2 separate regions of the Rattus norvegicus genome follow, and region 1 is linked to region 2. The links are chromatin contacts, called in public Hi-C maps. All regions are on one chromosome and are shown on one strand. The core of a region is the stretch at or near the end of the contact, and the rest is flanking DNA. Distances in the headings are between cores, read along the strand shown. Region 1 overlaps Cpvl (carboxypeptidase, vitellogenic-like). Region 2 has its middle 19 kb from the start of Tril.

What was found. A called contact is a pair of places that touch in the nucleus more often than the background predicts.
Region 1: a contact with region 2 is called in a Hi-C map of Schwann cells, with 6 times the contacts expected there. The contact joins two enhancer-like sites. A contact is called at or near these places in 12 of 12 Hi-C or Micro-C datasets (the A7r5 cell line, the Rat2 cell line, Schwann cells and 7 more).

The regions. Positions count from the first base shown.
Region 1 is chr4:84,394,456-84,401,101 of GRCr8, reverse strand. The region is part of intron 3 of Cpvl (carboxypeptidase, vitellogenic-like); the gene reads left to right. Among named protein-coding and RNA genes, the nearest start is that of Cpvl, 18 kb to the left of the region's middle. Within about 2 kb of position 5,186, at least 7 of the 93 cell types and tissues checked have an H3K27ac peak or open chromatin away from gene starts, as enhancers often do. A contact at or near this core is called in Schwann cells, where this site is marked.
Region 2 is chr4:84,235,535-84,241,686 of GRCr8, reverse strand. No RefSeq gene overlaps it. Among named protein-coding and RNA genes, the nearest start is that of Tril, 19 kb to the left of the region's middle. Within about 2 kb of position 2,001, at least 6 of the 93 cell types and tissues checked have an H3K27ac peak or open chromatin away from gene starts, as enhancers often do. A contact at or near this core is called in Schwann cells, where this site is marked.

The DNA of each region.
Region 1 (6,646 bases), core at 3,937-6,436, 160 kb before region 2:
AGAGGTTGGAAGTAGGGTCTCTTGAATTAGTCAAGCTTGTGTGCACATGGTGGGTCCAGCCAGCACTTACCCACATTCCCTAACAGCATCAAACATCTGCTGTCTCAGTTCACAGTGAGACTCAGAGCACTGCCTGACCTGGGTCTCAGGACAATGGAGGTTATGGAGCCAGTTACAGGAATGGCCGACTTACAATAAACAATACTTTTATTGTTGTGTCCTTGTGATTACTGTCACTTTGGTGACACCAGTTGCCACCGATGCTGAACCAAATAAATTATGGTTTGTGGGCTTTAAAGAAAATAGAGGGAAATTGCAAGTCAGAAGGCCCCAATCATCAAGCAAGAATGTGGATTAATTGCTACTGGATAAGGGAATTATTAAGTGAAATTGGGATTTGTCTCACTTCAGAAGATAAAGAGGCTCCTGAAGCTGTCTTTGTTGCAAAGAGATAGCCAGATTTTGACCTTATCTTGTAGGAACACCAGTAATTTGAAGTGTTCAGAGTTAGCCCAGCCCGTTTCCTGGGGTCCACCCCTTGCTCTTCTGGTAGAGACAAAACAGGATTCCTGGTGTGTGTGTGTGTGTGTGTGTGTGTGTGTGTGTGTGTGTGTGTGTGTGTGTGTGTTTTCTTCCTCTCTCTCTCTCTCTCTCTCTCTCTCTCTCTCTCTCTCTTTCTCTCTCTCTTTCCCGTCCGTCCGTCCTTCCTTTCTTTCTTTCTTTCTTTCTTTCTTTCTTTCTTTCTTTCTTTCTTTCTTTCCTTCCTTCTTTCTCTCTTTGCTGGGGTAGTGGGGAGTGCTTATAAAAGAGCCGGGAGACTGATGTCTGTGAGGGTGGCCTGGGGTTAGCCTATGAAGAGATGCTCACTCAGGAACCTGTAGGTTGGACCCTCCAAAGCCCGATAGCAGGAAAGGGAAGGTGACACAGGATTAGGCTTTCAGGAACTCTGCACACAGCCACCAGAGGATGGCAAAGGGCTGCTCTGATACTCTCGGTCTACACAGGTGTTTTCTGTGTTAGTGGAGGCAGATATTCTAAACTGTCCTGAGAACCCTCTGGACTGCTTGTCTTGGGAGTGAAGGTGGAATCAGAGGCCTGTCGATCCGTTGCCTGTACTCCCTCCTCAGGGTATCAGAACTTCCTTAGGAGCAGACAGTGTGTGGAGAAGAGAGGGCCCAGACCCTTGCTGTTTGTTAGAACCAGCTGGAAGCTTCAGAACAGTGGCAGTTGCTCCCTCTCAGGTGCCCTCCTCATCCAGGTTCCGGAGGGTGGAAGCGGCATGTCTGACGCGCTCCGTCTATCCTCGAACAGCTTGCAGGTGGTCTTGAACTTAGGGAAAACCAACTGGAGGTTAGGCTACGGGGACTCTGTTCCAGGCCTGCAAATTCTAGTTGTTTAACTTGGTATAGGGCATTTATTCTCCCTAATAAATGGGATTTGGGCTTCATTAAAGTAAGGACTGTCAACCTAGTTGATGTCTAGGGATGTACCTTAGTTCTACAAGAGACCCTCAACCAGAGCTATTCTGCTAGACATTTGACCCACAGTCAGCATAAGGGATGCTGTGTTATTTTAAAGCTTGGTAGGTTTTGGGTGGCTAAGGCCTTGTACCTTTGGGGTGAGCTATGGTATTTTGTGACTGTTGGCATCTACGTACTAAACCATGGGATGAAATCTAGGCAATGGTGATTGCTGCATAGGTTGGGCCCAAGTCCATGCATCTCTGGTCTAATTTACCATGACCCACCATAACAGTCTTTGCTGTTAGGTGATGAGGTCAGTAGAGGGCGCTGGAGGGACACCACAGCACAAACTGCCTTTTCTGTTTCCTGTTCTGTGTCTTGCTGCTCAGTTCAGTGACAACACTCTGCATTACTCGTTCACTCAGACCACCAAGACCCTCCGCCTACGTGACCATCCAGCTGCAGTCAGGAAACCCAGGGCACTTAGTCACCAAAGGGTTGTTCCTGGGCCTTCTTCAAGGAGGTCTGGAGCAGAGTGTTAGGTAGCCCATACTACTCCTTATGGGACTGACCCTCAATATAGGACACTTTAGGCCAGTGTCCTCTCTACACACCTATGGAGAAATCCCATTGTGTCTGTGCTTTAAAACTGTCTTCCCCGTCCCTTGGAAGACACAGGAAGCTTACCAGCATCCTGATCTTGGGTCAGCTCTCTGGCCTTCTGTCCGGTTCTCCTTGATGCTGTCTGTGTCCCCTCTGGCTGTAGCAGACATGCCTCTTGGAGCAGACTTACAGCCTAGCATTCCTGGCTAAACCAAGTAACTTGTTAATCACACAGGGAAACGGCTATGTGATTCTCATTCTTGACATATCAGTAGGCTTTCCTTCTTCGGGCACTTGGCCAACGTGACTGAACCATAGTTCCAGGCTTTCTCGGCCTTAGCTATGGAACCAACAGGGATTCACCAATGTGTGCTTAAAGGTATAGTGTGATTAGCCAAGTTCATTCACATCAGGTGATCTTCCTTGATCCAGTCAGCCAAGGATCATGTGATATAAACATGACTGATGGGCCTTTTCTATGATGAATGGATGTAGGGACCGGTTCTGTGAAAGGCTTAAGGGTCAACAGATTTCTCAAACTATACCCTTTGCAGGTGGTTACAGAACCACTGGCAATGTCAAGGCATTGGAGGCCATGGGTCAGTATCTTCCTATTTCTTTCTTGGTGTCCTTGAGGCACCAAGGACCCGAAATAACAAAGCCATATGAAACAAACCAATGTAGCCCAAAATTGTAAATTATAGACCTCTCTATTAATAAGTACATTAGGACACTGCAGAAGACTTTTTGTGCCCAATTGTCCTCCACGTGGGGAAATGAAGATTCTACACAAAGGCAGAAGTTATTAACCTTTCCAGTCATCTTTCATCTTATCTAGATCCAGAAATGAGACCAGACTCTCACATCCTCACTGCCTCTCATTCCTTCTAAGCTGTGGCTTTCTTGCCTGGGGCTCTAAGAAGCTTTCCCCACCTCCTAGGATGTTTAGGGAAGAGCCTTCTGAGGAGCCTATAGGCTTAGAGCTGCTCCTTGATGAGATAAATCAACGCTTGACAAGAATTCAGGGGAGCTTGGGGATGATCTAAGAAGATGGGGGGGGGAGCTGAAAAAGTTAATGTTCCCTATGAATGATCACAGGAAAGGACGGTTTAATGGTGTCAATAGGAAGCACAACAAACACCTTCCCTGGGAGCACACGGTTATCTTAAGCAAGCTGTTCACATGTGTTGGGACTATATGTGCAGAATTAAAGTGGTTCTGCAAAGCTATTTAATGATTCTGGTTACAAAACTAATTGCTTTAAATAAAAATCCTTTTCTTTGATTAACATGGTGTGGCAGCTGAGGCATCACCGGTGCAGAGATCTGTGGGCCAGAGTGGGAGTCCGTTCACATATACTTGAGGGGAATTTAAAGACATTTACTTTGGGTACTAATGACTTCAATTAAAAGAGAACATGTCACTTAAAGTAAGCAAGCCTCCAGTCTTTGCATTGCGAAATATAGAGAAGGTCTCATTGATTTACCAAAGCACACTTTCCATTTTAAGCCCAGCTTGAAGTCTGGCAGTGGCTGGCTGTTGCATTCTCTTACTTAGAGTGATGTTTCTTAGTGGGATGGAAGAAAAGGTTGGCTAGAAGAATGGATGCAGATTGGGTACTGGCCAAAACACTGCCCTCACACACGGTAAGCTGTTTAAATTCCCTAGAGCCACCTCGATAGAATTGTCTGTGTAAAACACAATCACTTGTTACACTGTTTTGTTTTGTTTTGCTGTATTCTTTCTTCTTTCATTTATTTATTTATTTACTTACTTACTTTATATCTCGATTGCTGCCCTCTCCCATATAGTCCCTCCCCTCTCCTTCTCCTCTGAGAGAGAGTGGAGGCTCCTCCCCCTTGGATATACCCTCATCCTGACACGTCAAGTCTCTACAGGGTGAATCCTCTCCCACTAAAGCCAAACAAGGTAGCCCAGCTAGAAGAACAAATCCCACATATAGCCAACGGCTGTATACAGTGGGATAGTCCCCGCTCCAGTTGTTCAGGACCCACGTGAAGACTGACCTGCACATCTGCTACAGATGTTTGGAGAGGCCTAGGTTCAGACCGTGTATGCTCTTTGGTTGGTGGTTCAGTCTCTGAGAGCCCCCAAGGGTCCAGGTGAGTTGACTCTGTTGGTCGGCCTGTGGAGTTCCTATCCCCTTCAGGGCCCTTAATCACTGGCTAGATTTTTGATGACGTGACCCAAAATAATCAGCTTGGAAGAGTGAATGCCAATTGGAGAGTTACGTCTATCAGATTGGAATGTGGGGGCTTTTCTTGATTAGTGATTTATGTGGGCAGGTGCCACCCCTAGGCTGGTGATCTTTCCGAGTTATAAGAAGGCAAGCTGAGCAAACCAATAAGCAACATTCCTCTGGTCATTGGTTTAGTTCCTTCCTTGAGCTTTTGCCTCAGTTTCCTTTAATGACGGATTATAAAATGTAAGGTGGAATAAGCGCTTTCCCACCCCAGTTGCTTTTGGTCCTAGTGTTTGTAACAGCAACAGAAAGCAAGCGAGAACAACAGTGTTGATTGAAAGAACTGAAATCGGTGTCTTTAGTCCCCGCTTCCCACCTACTGGCTCTCCATTTCAGCAATCTGTGTAATGTGTAATAGAAATTATGTCTACGGTGTCTTGTTATCTGTCTCTATTGTCTGCGTCTGGCTGGAGATACAGTTTAAATGTCTGGGAGCAGAGCTGATACTTGGAAAGTAATGGGCCACGTCAGGACCAGTTTAGATTTCAGGAATTTTGCTTCCAAGTGACGATCCATGAAGGCACAGGATAATTTTCTTTGCCCATTATTGACAGTAGTGGAATGTGCTAGTGTTGACAGTCGAATGGACAGACTAGAACATTGAGGAAGGAGTAGACAAGTTTGTGACTGGCCACCAGGGGTCGCCAGAGAATTAAGAGGGCAATGGATAAACCAGGCCTCCTTTCCCTCCTCTCCCACTCCTCTTTTTCCCTCCTCTTGACCCGTCTGTTTGTGTAGCCCAGGATGTCACACTTCTATCTTCACTTCCCTAGCGGTGGGGATGGCAGGCGAGTCTTAACACCGCCTCGTTTGTTATCTGTGTACCAGAACCGGTCAGCCTCTTGGACTTCATCCATGTGTAGGCGTGGATCCCACAAGTCTAGGATTCCTCCGCGCCTTCGCATTTCATCGCTTCTTATTTCAGTAGCGCTCGAAATGGTTTTATACTCAGGCCCCTGACTCATTCATAAAGGGTTTCTTTTCTTCATCATCCACCAGATAATTCTTTAGCAGGGGTCCATCCCAAGACATTTTAATAACCACCTCAAAAGCCCTGCCTTTGATTACTCGAACACGCGTTCCCCTGCCTATCTGTCCACATATGTAGCCACACTTAGCTGTCTTCCCACCCACCCCCCACAAAAAAAAACAAACCCCAAAACCCCAAAAAACCCCAACCCCCCCAAAAAAACCCCAAAAAACAAAAAACAAACAAAAACAAACAAAAAACCAAAACCCAACCGGAACTGACTCTTTAAAAAGATACACGACACTGACTGAATGAAGTGTTATGCCCTGTACCTGCTGCTCATATGTATAACAACCTGTGTCTGCATGGAGACACAGAGAAATGAAGGCATGTACTCAAGAACACACAAATATTAAAATAGCTACATGCAACTCCAGTCCTGGCCGTGTGGCTCTCACATCCACACTCTTTACAGAGTGCATCCCAACCACCCACCCCCTTCCCAGCTGTGAGTAGGAGCTAACCCACAGCTTGAGAGAGCAGACAGTGTATGCTATTAGGATGAATTTACACACTGTACTGGATACATGCAGCATGGTGGTGCTATAACTCACTGCTGTGGAGAGACACCTACAACCTGGGGTCCAGTGAGAGACACCAAGATCTCATCACTTAACCGTGTCTACAGCATTTGTGGTGCCCCCAAGTGGAGAATGCACATGGCTTGTGCACAGAGAAGGCTCCTCAGACGTGTCCATGATGAGTTTAGGGAGTGAGACTTGGGATGGCAGGGGGGCAGTTCTTTGAAAATGATCTTTAAAACGCCTTAATTCAGAATATGTCCTCTAGAGCTGAGAGATGGTGGGGTCTGAATTCACCCCTATCAAACCTGAGGATCTGACGGCCCCCTGAGCTACGTGGCAGGAGAGAACCAACTCCCAAAACTTGTTTATTGACGCTCATAGGTGTGCAGTGTAAATAAATAAATAAATGCATAAATAAAAAACACGTGATAAGATTTCAAAGGGAGTACCCTGTTTGAAATATAACAGGTATTGAGGAAAATTACTTTAAGCTTTGAGATGGGGGAACTAAATATCTTGAATCTTAACTATGGTAAGATTAATATTTCCAAAGGTCTGAATTCCATCTTACCTAGAACTAATTAGCAGAAGTTCCTTCTTGCAGTGGCCCCCACGTTTGCAGTGAGGTTTTGTTCAGATCACAATCATGGGTTTCTCCTTTTCCCTGGGAGCAGGGCCTCACCTCTCAGGTGGGAGCTGGCTATGTCACGGAGGATTATCTGTAAGAACTTTATGCCACTTGTGTGGGCCATAGCAAGTATTG
Region 2 (6,152 bases), core at 752-3,251:
AGTTTTCTATGAAGCTCATTGGATCCCGTGACACAGGGACAATGAAAGCCAGGCTCTGTGCATAAGGAATCTGTGAAATGTAAGTTATTTTTATATTTAGGATAATGATATGTCTCTGGGGTATTGTGTTATTAACACAAAGATGTTTCAAAGTCTGGAAGAAAAGTTGAAATCCTAAACACTTCTGGTCCTCAGAATTTTGGGTAAGAGATACAAAACTTGAGAACCCATCTTCCAGGTACAGTAGCAGAGTCTCTCAAGTATTTATATATTTCTTTATTTTTTAAGATTATAATACAATTACATAATTTCCCTTTCCTTTCCTCCCTCCAACTTCTCCCAGGTACCATTTTCTTGTTCTATGTCTTAGTCAGGGTTCTCTAGAAAGAGAATCAGGCTGAATGAATATCTACCTATCCCTTCATCCATATATATATATATATGATTTAATTAGATTATTACAGGCTATGGTCCAACTAGTCTAACAGTGGCTGTCTCCTGACAGAAAATCCAAGAATCCTGTAGTTGTTCTGTATGAGGCTGCATGTCTCGGCTGCTCTTCGGAATATGCTGAAATCCTGAAGAGGTGAGCTCTAATGCCAGTGAGGGAATGCCTCAGCAGCAGGATAGATGGACTCACCAGTGAGAGTGAGGGCAGACAGGCAAAACTTCTTCTTCCCTGTCCTCGTCCTTTTATAGGCTGCCAGGAGAAGGCATGTCCCTCATTAAGTACAGGTCTTCCCACTTCGAATGATCCCATCGAGGAAAGTCCTTCATAGGCATGCCCAGCTTGGGTTTTAGTTGATCCACTTATCGTCAAGTTGACAACCATGATTAGCAATCACAGTCTCAAATTCTTGGCCTCTTTTCCGTGTGTGTGTGTGTGTGTGTGTGTGTGTGTGTGTGTGTGTGTGTGTGTGCGCGCGCGCGCGCGCGCGCATGTGTGCACATGTGTGCATTCTTAAATACACAAATACAACCATCTCATTTGTGCACCACTGCTAGCATGTATGTTTTCAGGGTTGACCAGTTGGCATGCTCTTCCCAGAGCAAGGCTGTTTCTCCCACTCTCAGCATTCCTTAGTTGCCTGCCATTCTTTCACTAGGGCTGAGGCCTCATTGGCCTTGCCCTAGATGTAGGAGGCGTGGGAGGTGTGTGCTCTAATGTGAGGATCAGGCAGATTCCCCAGGCCTAAACCCTGGAGAAAGGTTTGCAGAATCTCAAGGCTCAGGTTTTAATGACTTTCCAAGGGTTCCCAGGAGGTAAACTGTAACAAAACCCTGCACAGTCCATATTTGGGTGTCAATTTTTGAGAAACATAGACTTGAGCGCTTTAAAAAAGTTTGTGTTGGGGTTGGGGATTTAGCACAGTGGTAGAGCACTTGCCTAGCAAGCACAAGGCCCTGGGTTCAGTCCCCAGCTCCGGAAAAAAGAAGAAAAAAAAAAGAAAAAATCATGAACCAAAAAAGTTTGTGTTGAGATAAGAATTCACTTGGGACTAGTTTAAGTGAGACTAGGTTTATATGACACTGCTCTTCCCTTGTCCCACTGAGATGCACTTAAAATTCTGGCTTTCATTTCCATTTGAAGTATGAGGAAAATGTAGGCTTCCTTCCTTCCTTCCTTCCTTCCTCCCTTCCTTCCTTCCTTCCTGTCCATCTGTCTATCCATCCATCCATCCATCCGTCTGTCTGTCTGTCTTTCCGTCTTTTCACTATTTATTTATTTACTTACTAGCTGGAACATCTTGTTACAGAATGTCCTGGTCCTCTCCCAAGTATGTAGACTTGTCCCCCTGAGGCGTATCTGTTAGGCAGTGACTCATAATCTAGTCATCTGGTGGGAGCCCCCTTTGTAACTTTCTCTCTTTCTTTTCACCAAATATTTCCAGGCTCTGCCAGCTGAGGGAGATGTTCAGCGGTGTCCTGACTGCACAGCCTCTTGTGCACCCAGCTGACAAGTGGTAGCCAGTGTCTGCAGTCAGAGGAACGTGATGTCCTTCTGGTTCGAGACGAACCTCCACCCTGGACACAAAGCCTTTGAGCACAATGGGCCTTTGACCAGTTCTACTTAGGAAGAGGTGCTTGTTGGTGGATATGGGGATGATGACAGTGAAACTCAATTGCTGGATCCCAGAGGTCTGCCGCGAGTGATAATAAATTAGGAAACAAGCTTTGGAGACTGCATAGCATGTATAATGGGATATTGACAACCAAGCAAACAAACCCTGAGCATTCATTTAATTATAGATGTTACAGTTTCCCCACCAAAAAAAATGATTTTACCAGCTGACCTTCCATTCTGGTCATAAAAGAATATGCCTGAGATGTAGCCAAGACATTTTGTCTTCAACACATGATGTTGTTGTGGCTGCTCCTACAATGCACCTGACCTCTGGGCAATGGTACTTAGGGAGGAAGTAGGCCTGGGAGAGCCTCCCAAAGCCACAGGACTCATCTGCTGCAGCTCATCGATGCTCACTGCCTGTGGCCTTGGGTTGCCATCCCCAGGGGAGGTTTGAATGGGGCATAACCTCAGAAGGTCTGGCTAGCACTGATCACTGGCACCCATCAGAGAAGGCAAGGCTCACATCGTATCATTCATGATGGCAGAATCAGCTTTCCCACCACCGATCTCTTCTCATTCCTAACATATCCACCCGGAACTGCTGGCTTAAGGCGGCAGTTACAGCATCGGCCAGTTGTGACTTCCACCCATGTGGAAAGCCAGTCTGGTGTAAGAGCTGCCGACTTTTGTCTATGCTTGCACGCTTTGGTAACATTTCTTCCACAGTGTAATTCCAGCATGAGCAGCAGGGGAAAGACACCAAGGTAACCTAGATCTGGCTAACCGTAGACTCTGACACATCCACAGGCAGCTTGAAAGGATGATTCCGAGGGAATAGTAAAGTCAGGGAAGCATCACTGGCTCGGGGGTCAATCTTGATGAAAGCAGGGAAGGACTAAGATCACTAAGCTGCTGTAGGAGAGCTAGGGGCTTACAGAAAGGCAGTCATTATCACCCTCCTTCACTGTCTTTTCCCGTTTGTCAGGATTCCAGTATCCAAGTAGATGAATTAAAACTAGTGAACGAAGGCACCACAAAAGAAGATGACTGAGGAACTCTTTTCTGAATTTGCTGGATGGTGTATCTTCCACGTGTGGTGCATGGTCATTGGGGGCTTCTATAGGCCCCATTCTTTGCTAAAAGAATTATCTCCCTTCTCAACACTTACGGAAGGGCTGTAAGCCTAGATTCATCGTGCAGACTTCCGGACTCCATCAGGATGCCAACTCCCTTTCTAAGGTGGGCAGAGTAGAGCCTCTTAGGAGTTGAATAACAGCAGCATCTGTTTTTGTGGAGCTTAATAGGGTGAGCACAGGGAGTTTGGGGCCACTCTGCTCAGTCATGCACCCAGAGCATTGGAGATTGGAGTGGGGGAGCTGAGACTGAGATTGAAGCGGGCCAGGGACTGCTATGGTTCTGGGTGACTCTACTTCCTGCTTCTCATCTAGACTGTTGTGCTTTACTCAGAGATTCCCCTGGTTCACCCTAACCATTCCCCATTTTTTTCTCAGCAGCTCCTTTTGTGATTTGTTCTCTTCCTTATTGTTTCCGGTTTAGCATCAGTCCCGCTTAGCGTAGCGTTGGTAATGCGTGTGGCTGAAGTATAGGATGAAGGGTTAGAGCTGGCTTAGCACTGAGGATGGACTCACGGTAGAATGGCTAACTTCTTCCAAAAAATGAGCCACTGTTTCTCTCCCTTTGGCCTTGACCTAGCTCCTGTGGTTGGTTCTTCCGTAAGCCCCTAGTTCTCCTTTTGCGGCACAGTGGTCTCAGTCTTTCCCTACTAACATTGCGATTGACCCCACCCCCACGCCCCACCCCCACGCCCCACCCCCACGCCAGTGCCTTTTCCATGACCTTATTCCCAAGGGCTCGGAAACATCTAAGCTATTCACATTATTTCATCAGAGCCAGTGTGCTGGCACGCGGTGGCTCCCTGCCTTAGCACTAGCCAAGATTAGGGGTGGATGTTCTCATTACAATGAGACAGAGCTCTCAGGACCCAGAGAAGAGGATTTCACCGTCCCTCTGTCTCCTGTGAAACTTAATTCTGGAAAGTAGCCATATTTTGCCTGCACTGCTTCCTGCCCCTGGTAGAAAAGGGATTTCATGTAGTAACCCAGCAGTTCCCGAGCCTGCACAGGGCGGCTGGCTAGAAAGTAGGGCACACAGAAAGAAAGGATCCAAGCCACTCAGGAGCCTGCACTGGGTTGCTAGCTAGAAAGCGGGACACCCAGAAAGGGTTTGTGCACGCATCGCAGCAGACCTTGGAGGCCCTCTAGAGACAGTCAGTGATGTCCCTCAGGTCTAACTTTTTAACACATGGAAGGGCAGGGATGTTGCCAGCTGTTTTCAAGTGGGCAAGCTAGTGCAGTCTCTTAAGGAAGGGAGGACTTGAGACTTTATTTCCTATACCTTTGGTCTCTGTCTTCCAAAGAGAGCACAGGGTGTGTGTGATAGTGTTAGGAACAGTAGTCACCATTTAACATTGGCAGGAAAGAGTCAGACTGTCCGGTGTTTAGGTCAGCAAGACACAAAGCTAGGTTTTCGGTGAGCACTTTCTTTAAGAGTCTTGGAGCCTCTATGTTTCCACTACTTTGTGACTCATTTTATAAATGTCATGCCTCGATGATTGGACAGTTGCTTACTGATAGAACTACTACTTTTCTTTAAACAATAGCTTCACACTGAGGAGCAGGGCTTATACAGCAAAGGCTGGAGTAGGTGGGAATTTGCTCGTATTTAAATGTCAGTATTTAGCATTTAAATACGTAGCAGCACCAGACCAACCCCCAACATAAATATTAATGTACATGTGTACTCATGCAATGGAATGCTATACAGCAACGAGAAGGAAGAAATGCTGTGCCATTCTGTGAGACACTGCCACCGTTCTGGTTAAGAATAAGAACCATGCTCTGTGAAACCTGAAGAAGACAGAAGAAAGGATTGTAGGAGCTGGAGGGGTCAAGGACAGCCCACAGAATCAACTAACTTGGGCTCATATGGACTCCCAGAGACTGAACTGACAATCAGGGAGCCTGCACGGGTCTGATCTAGGCCCTTTGCACATAGGTTATGGTTGTGTAGCTTGGTCTTCTTGTGGGACTCGTAGCAGTGGGAACGGGAGCTGTTTCTTACTTTTGCCTGCTTTGGGTGTCCTTTCCCTCCCACTTGGTTGCCTCATTCAGCCTTACTATGGGGGGGGGGGTATGTCATGTTTGGTTGATATCCCTGGAGGCCTGACTTTTTCTGAGGGGAAACAAAGGAGTGAGTGGAGGTGGGGGAGAAACTGGAGGAGAGGAGGGAGAGGAAACTGCAGGTGGGATGGGGGAGGGGGAAGAGGAGGAGGATGGGAAGGAGGAAGGGGAGGGGAGGAGGGGGAGGAGGAAGAGCAAAGATCAGTATGTACGAATGAAACAGAACACAGATTTGAGGGGACTGAGTTAGCCTGAGTCTGGCTGACTCCATGACTGTATACCAGCAGTGTGGGAGGCTAGGCCTAAGTTTCTGTTTACCAGAAATGAGAACCTGGATCCTGTGCTCAGGCAACCACAGCCACTGCAGCCAATCAGAGGGCACCTTGTCATCTGGTCTGAAGTGAGAATAAGTAGCTAAAATGAGAAAGCAACCCCCTGGAAGTCTCTAGAGCCTGACCAACTGTAGAATCTGTCAGTCTCCTAGAGTAGAGCTGACCAGTCCAGGTGAAAGGACACATGCCTCTCGCCGGAATTCCCCTAACTGACAATAGCTGGGACTGTGAGCCCACTAGGGGTCTCCCTTCCTCCTCTTTGCTTTTGCATACTATTCGAGTCTGCGGTATCATTCTTCGGCGATTCTTAGACCCCAACAGAATCTGGATGATCTTCTTGATTCTGTATATGAATAAAAACATTCTCACATTTACCTTTAAACTATAATTGTCTAATAAAAATAAAGTTAAAAATTACACTAATGCTTTAACATTTTTTTTTACATAGCATAGCATTAAGTAGTAAAAACAGACGAACAAGTTGAGGCAGACTGGAGAAGGTCAAAGGTTTATACTGTAAACTTTCTCCTTTTAAATAGGGATCCCCACACT